Linked DNA regions of Sus scrofa: region 1 is linked to region 2. The links are chromatin contacts, called in public Hi-C maps. All regions are on one chromosome and are shown on one strand. The core of a region is the stretch at or near the end of the contact, and the rest is flanking DNA. Distances in the headings are between cores, read along the strand shown. Region 1 holds the start of SSC5D (soluble scavenger receptor cysteine-rich domain-containing protein SSC5D). Region 2 holds the start of UBE2S (ubiquitin-conjugating enzyme E2 S).

Evidence for each region. A called contact is a pair of places that touch in the nucleus more often than the background predicts.
Region 1: a contact with region 2 is called in a Hi-C map of alveolar macrophages, with 1.6 times the contacts expected there. The contact joins the promoter of SSC5D here to the promoter of UBE2S in region 2. A contact is called at or near these places in 1 of 5 promoter capture datasets (liver), 9 of 47 Hi-C or Micro-C datasets (alveolar macrophages, embryonic fibroblasts, epiblast stem cells and 5 more) and 2 of 2 datasets of contacts at active chromatin or transcription factors (alveolar macrophages and skeletal muscle).

The regions. Positions count from the first base shown.
Region 1 is chr6:59,639,835-59,642,534 of Sscrofa11.1, reverse strand. SSC5D (soluble scavenger receptor cysteine-rich domain-containing protein SSC5D) reads right to left here and starts at 1,315. Exons shown (of 14, transcript XM_021095020.1): 1 at 465-1,315; 2 at 1-11. The coding sequence starts at 888. NAT14 (N-acetyltransferase 14) reads right to left here. Exons shown (of 3, transcript XM_021095039.1): 3 at 1,468-2,618. The coding sequence ends at 2,070.
Region 2 is chr6:59,569,165-59,572,029 of Sscrofa11.1, reverse strand. UBE2S (ubiquitin-conjugating enzyme E2 S) reads left to right here and starts at 1,546. Exons shown (of 4, transcript XM_021095037.1): 1 at 1,546-2,093; 2 at 2,716-2,863. The coding sequence starts at 2,091.

The DNA of each region.
Region 1 (2,700 bases), core at 66-2,565, 71 kb before region 2:
CATCAGAGCCGCTGGAAGGGAGGTTGGAGGGGTGGGAGGGACAGAGTGAGGGCCTCACACCTCTGACCCAGAAACCCCGCTAGCTAGGAAGCAGGGCTCTGAGCCGAGGGCCTGGCAAGGTTCAGGTCCCTGAGGTGGGCGGGGCCCCAGACGCCTCAGGTCCAGGCAGGGGGCCAGCCCTTCGCGCTCCCCAGAGGCCTGGCTAAAGGTTAAAGGATGGGTGACACCCCACAGGGTCAGGGCTGGTGTGGGGGCGGCAGGTAGGTTCCTGGGGTGGGCCTAAGAGGGTGGGGCTGAGTGTGCCAGAGGCGGAGACCCTGGGGGATCAGGCCGGAGGGCAGAAGCCCCACATCCCCCGAGGAACAGGGACTGGCCCAGAAGTTGGAGGCCTCCCAGTGGCTGAGCTCAGGGGTCAGAGGGCAGGGCTCAGGCCCCTGCATCCCCGAGGAGAAGGGGTCACTCACCGAGGAGGCAGGCCAAGACCCTCATGTTTGCAGAGTCGGGGCGGGGATGGGGTGAGAGGGGACTGGAGCCGGAGAGGGAGGAGGTGGCGGCCACCGCTGGGAGGAAGGGAGGGAGGGCCGCGCCTGCCTGCTGAAGGCGCCTTGGACCCAGGGAGGAGCAGGCTGGGCTGGACGCTCTGCCAGGAGGAAGAGAGGCTGCCGAGGAGGCAGCAGGGGACAGGAGTGGGGGCGGGGAGGGGGCTGGCCGGCGCCTGAGGCCTGGGGAGGAGGGCGTTGGCAGGCGGGAGGGAGAGTGTCCAACTGCAGACACCCACGCGGGAGAAGGGCGGCCCGGCCAGGAGAAGGCACGCTGGGCTGAGATGCTCAGGGGTCGGCAGGCTGCGGGGAGGGATCCGAACTGGGGTGCACACGGGGGTGCGAGCATGGGGCGGGGCTCAATCTCCTCTCTGTTCAGCCAGGGAAGGCTGGTGGGACCAGGGAAGAGGGCTCTGAGGGTAGATGCACTTCAGCCGCCCCGGTTAGGGACCTGGCACATCTGGGGCTCAGGGCGCAGCAAGAGATGTGCAGCCAGACTCCAGGAAGGACTTTCTTGATTGAGACAGGAGACTAAGAAACCCCTCTCTCCACTCCCCTGGGGGATGTGCACACAAAGTCCCCAGCCCGCATCTGAGGGAGGGGAGCAGTGGTCGAGCTTGTGTGTCTCCTGAGGAAACTGAGGCCAGGGGTTGGGCCAATCGAGGGTCAGGCCTGAGTGGGGGAGGGCAGCCCCACACTCTCTCTCTGCACCAAGCAGCTGTGAGGCGGAAAAAATGCAGTAATGGGGAGCGTGAGTCAGAGGGCTGGCAGGGAGCAGGGCCGCCGCCGTGAGCTCACTGCATCCCCCGCTGCCAGTCCAGCACCCCCACCGACAGCTAATGTCAACCCTGGGAAAGGAGGAGCCAGCCAGAAGCGGGGGTTCAGAGACGGACTGGAAAAGGCATCAGAGAGAGAGAGGGAGATGGGCTCACAGCAGTTTCAGGTTTTATTAACAAACGAGTGTAAAAAACTAGATGGGTCTGGCTGCCCCGCTCGGCTCTCACCTTCCCAGGGAAGGGCTGGCCTGGCCGGGCAGCCCTGGGCCCACTGCCCCCCTCCCCTGGAGCTCTCTCCAGACAGACAGCCCTCCTCTGCCAAGGCTCTGCTCACCCCATCTCTGCTGCTTCTGCAGCCCCACCCCCTCCAAGCACAGGCATCAACCCCATCCAGTTCCCCAGGGGCCTTGTCCCATGAGGGGTGCCCCCGCCACGTCCTAACCCTGGGGGGGGCGTACTCGCTTAGCCTCCCTCTTCCCGCCGCACATCTCCCCAGGCCCGTGGCACAGGTGGCACAGGCGTGGCAGCCAGACGGGGAGGTCTCCCCGTGCAGAGAGAACCCGAAGCAGGGGCTGGACAGCGTGACCTCTCTGACAAGTTCAAACATGACAGGCAGACGTCAGACTGCGGTGAGGTCTCTTGCCTTCTGGCGGCCTCAGTTTTTAGGCCCTGAGTGGGCAAAGGGAGGGTGTCAAGTCGCCTGTGCACAGCAGCTGCTCTCTAAGCACTGGCTTCCTCCCTCTGGGGTCTGGAGTCACAGGTCCTTGCTGAATTCCCTCACCAGCGTGTAGCCCATGCAGCCCCAGCTCCCCTCGGCCTGGTAGCCGCAGCCCTCCAGCATCCCTGCCACACCCCACGCGGCCACGGCCACCGGGACCACGAGCCGGGCCCGGGGCTCCCCCATGCCACCTGCCCAGGCTCGAGCCCGAGATTCGGCAAAGGCCAGTAACCGCCTGCCCACACCTTGGCGGCGGTGCCAGCGAGAGACAGAGAGGCGGGTGACCCGGGCCCCATCCCCAGCGCTAGAGCCTGGGGCCAGAGCCAGGACCCCGCACACATCCCCCGAGCCCCGCACGGCCACCCAGGGTCCCCCTAGGCCACCCGGTGGGGGCAGCGAGCCCCACCGGGCCCGCAGACCCAGCTTCATGGCCGCCACAGCCAGGAACACAGGCAGGAGCAGGGCCAGAGCAAAGGAGGCCAGGACGAAGCGCAGGCCGCTGCTGGCAGCCGCCAGGAGGAGCAGGGCTGGAGGCCGCGTGAGGGCGTGGAGGGCCACTCGGTTCTCTGTGTCCTTCACACCAGCCTGCGGGCAGGAGGAGCAGTCAGAGCGGTGGGGCTCCCGTGGGGAGCAGGGACTGGGAGGGGGGGCGGACCCTGCTGGGGAG
Region 2 (2,865 bases), core at 297-2,796:
CATGGCAAGGCCAGATCCAAGCCACATCTGCGAGCTACACCCCAGCTCACCGCAAGGCCGGACCTTTAACCCACTGAGCGAAGCCAGGGATGGAACCCCCATCCTCATGGATATTCGTCGGATTCATTTCTCCTGCGCCACATGGGAACTCCCTGGAATGCTCTTCACCTAGACCTTCCTGCAGCCGCCATCATCCTGCCTCAGACCCCCGCCCCCTCCCTTCCTACGCCCCTGGCCCCGACTTACTGTTCGGCAAAGGCTGTGTTCCTGGCGGGGTACACTGGCTCACTGTCTGGTTCTCCAGGAGCGCGGGGTGCTGTCCCTTTTACACTCTGCTGCATCCCCACAGCATCCTGCCTGCCCCATGGTAGGTGCTCAGAAAAAGCGGACTGAATGCATGCGGGAGTCCGGGGGGCATCCCACGACACGCGCCCCACAGGGCCGTGGCAAGGGCTCGGGGGACCCCGGCGGCGCGGGCCCGGTCAGCGCGGAGGACGCCACCACCGCTCCCCGGTTCGCCATAAGTCACCGTCGGCTGGGACAGCTCAGCTGCACCGCCGCCTCTGCTTGTCCCCACGGGGGACCCTGGGCAAGTCACTCGACCCCCCTCTTCCTTCGGGGTCCTCGTGTGTTAACGGGGCGGGAAGGTCCGCATTCAGCGGGCGGAACCTGCAGGTCGGGTGCGGGGCGCCCGCGCGCCCCTCCGGCGCACGAAGACCGCGAGGCTGTGGGAGTCTCGGCACCGTCCTGCTCCCTCTTCCTGAAGCTGGGCCCCCGACGGGACACCGTGGCCCAGCTGGACGCTCCGCTCCGGGGCTGAGCGGCCCTGAGGCGGGCGCCGCGGCCGCACCGCACCGGGGCCAGGCAGGCCGCGCAGCTCCTCGGCCTCCGGCTCTCCGGACAGGGTCCCCCCGGGGCACCCCGGGCCGCTTCCCCCGACAGGCGGAGGGAGCCCCGGCCGGGGCGCGGCCGGCCGGGGGCCCTGGTCAGTCACAAGAAGGACCGCGCCCTGAACAAGGCCAGGGGACTCTTCCTCTTCTCACAGGAGTAAACTGACGCCCGGCGTCGCAACCGAGGCCTGGCCGGGGCCAGAGGTCACACATGGGGGTGGGGGTGGGGCCGGTCGTGGAACCTCTGCCAACACAGGACACGGGTCATAGGTCATTGCCAGCACAAAATGGCGCCTCGCAGAAATACGTCTATCAATTCGCGGTGCCCACCCCCGCCACAGGCTGAGGAAGGGGCGCAGGCGTCCGGGCACACTCATCTGCATACACAGAAACGAACGAAGTTAATTGGCTGCGAGCGCCTGGGTCCGCGGTAGGGAGGACTCCCATTGGTTGCTCTCCAATTCTCCCGTTCCCTACTGGAGAAGGCCCCAGTACGCCTTCTCCAGTAGGGATTGGCCTCCGCGTGTCTCATGACGCCACGCCACGATTGCGCGTCCCCATTGGCCGGACCGCCTTCCATCATCCTTTTAAAACCCCTCAAGTCCCGCCTCTCTTTGCTCGGCTCGGGCTCCCGGGTCGACCGTTAGTCGCGTGCGCGATTTCCTGGGCGTCAGGGCGCGAGCGCGTACGCCGGCGTTTCATTCAAACGGACCAATCAGCGGTCGCGTCACCCTTCCCGTTCTCTTCTCTACTTCCCCTTTTCTACCTCTCCTTTCTCCTGGATTTCCTCCCTGACCCCCGTGCGCACGTATTGGCCAGCCTGCCCCGCGCCCCCTCCCCAGTTTCTCCTGCTCTTGCCCGCAGTTTGTCGAAAGGGAGCGAGCTCGTCGAACGCCAAGGAGTGTGCGCACTGACGTCACGAGTCGAGGCGCGGCGCGAGGGGCCCCGAGGGGGCGAGGCCTGTGGGCGGATATAAAAGGGCGGCGGTGTGCGCGCGGCCGGCTTAGTGCGGTCGGGCGCCCGGGGCGGGTTTACCTGCTCAGGCGGTGTGTGGCGGTCGTCGGAGGCAGTGGGGCGCGGAGCCGGGCCGCTGGGGCCTCCCCAGGGCCGCAGCGGCGGCAATTGGGCCCCCCGCCCCAGCCAGCGGCCGGAGAGCGCAGGAAGGGGGCCGGGGGGACCCGCCCCCGGCCGGCCGCAGTCATGGTGAGCGTCGCGTCCGGGCCTGTTGGGGGGGGGGGGCGGTCAGGGCCCTCCTGGAGGAGGAGATGGGGTCTCAGGAGCATCTCTCTGGCGGCTGGGGGATTGGATGGCCCAGTTGGGGGTCCTGGGTTAGGGCTGGGCCCAGGGGCCCTCCTGTAGGCGGAGCGGGAGGGGAAGGCCCAGCTGAGCTCCGGGAAGGGCTCCGGGCTTTCGGGCCTGCCCGTGGGTGTTCCGGGAGTAACGACACTCCGCCGCCATCTCCAGGCCGGAGCTGGGGTTTCCAGGATGGTCTTCCCAAGTTGAGGTGTGGAAGGACACCGGGGTAGGGCTCGGGCCTACCCGGGACCACTGGGGGTCCGTATGTGGGGCTACGAATGGGCTTTAGGGACTTATGGGGAAGGTGGAGTCATCCGCCAGACCTTGGAGATCCGCTCCATTCCTAATGGGAGATTCACCTGAAGCCATCGCCTGAAGCACCCTGGATTGGGAGTGTCTGGGAGCTCGGGGTGATTGGCCAGACTAGGACTGCAGGGGCAAGAAAAGTAGGGCGGCCACCGCATCCTAGGTCCTGCAGGAGGCCCCAGGACCAAAGGCCCATGGCTCGCCCCCTTTTTTCCACATCTAGAACTCCAATGTGGAGAACCTACCCCCGCACATTATCCGCCTGGTGTACAAAGAGGTGACGACACTGACAGCTGACCCACCTGATGGCATCAAGGTCTTCCCCAACGAGGAGGACCTCACTGACCTGCAGGTCACCATCGAGGGCCCTGGT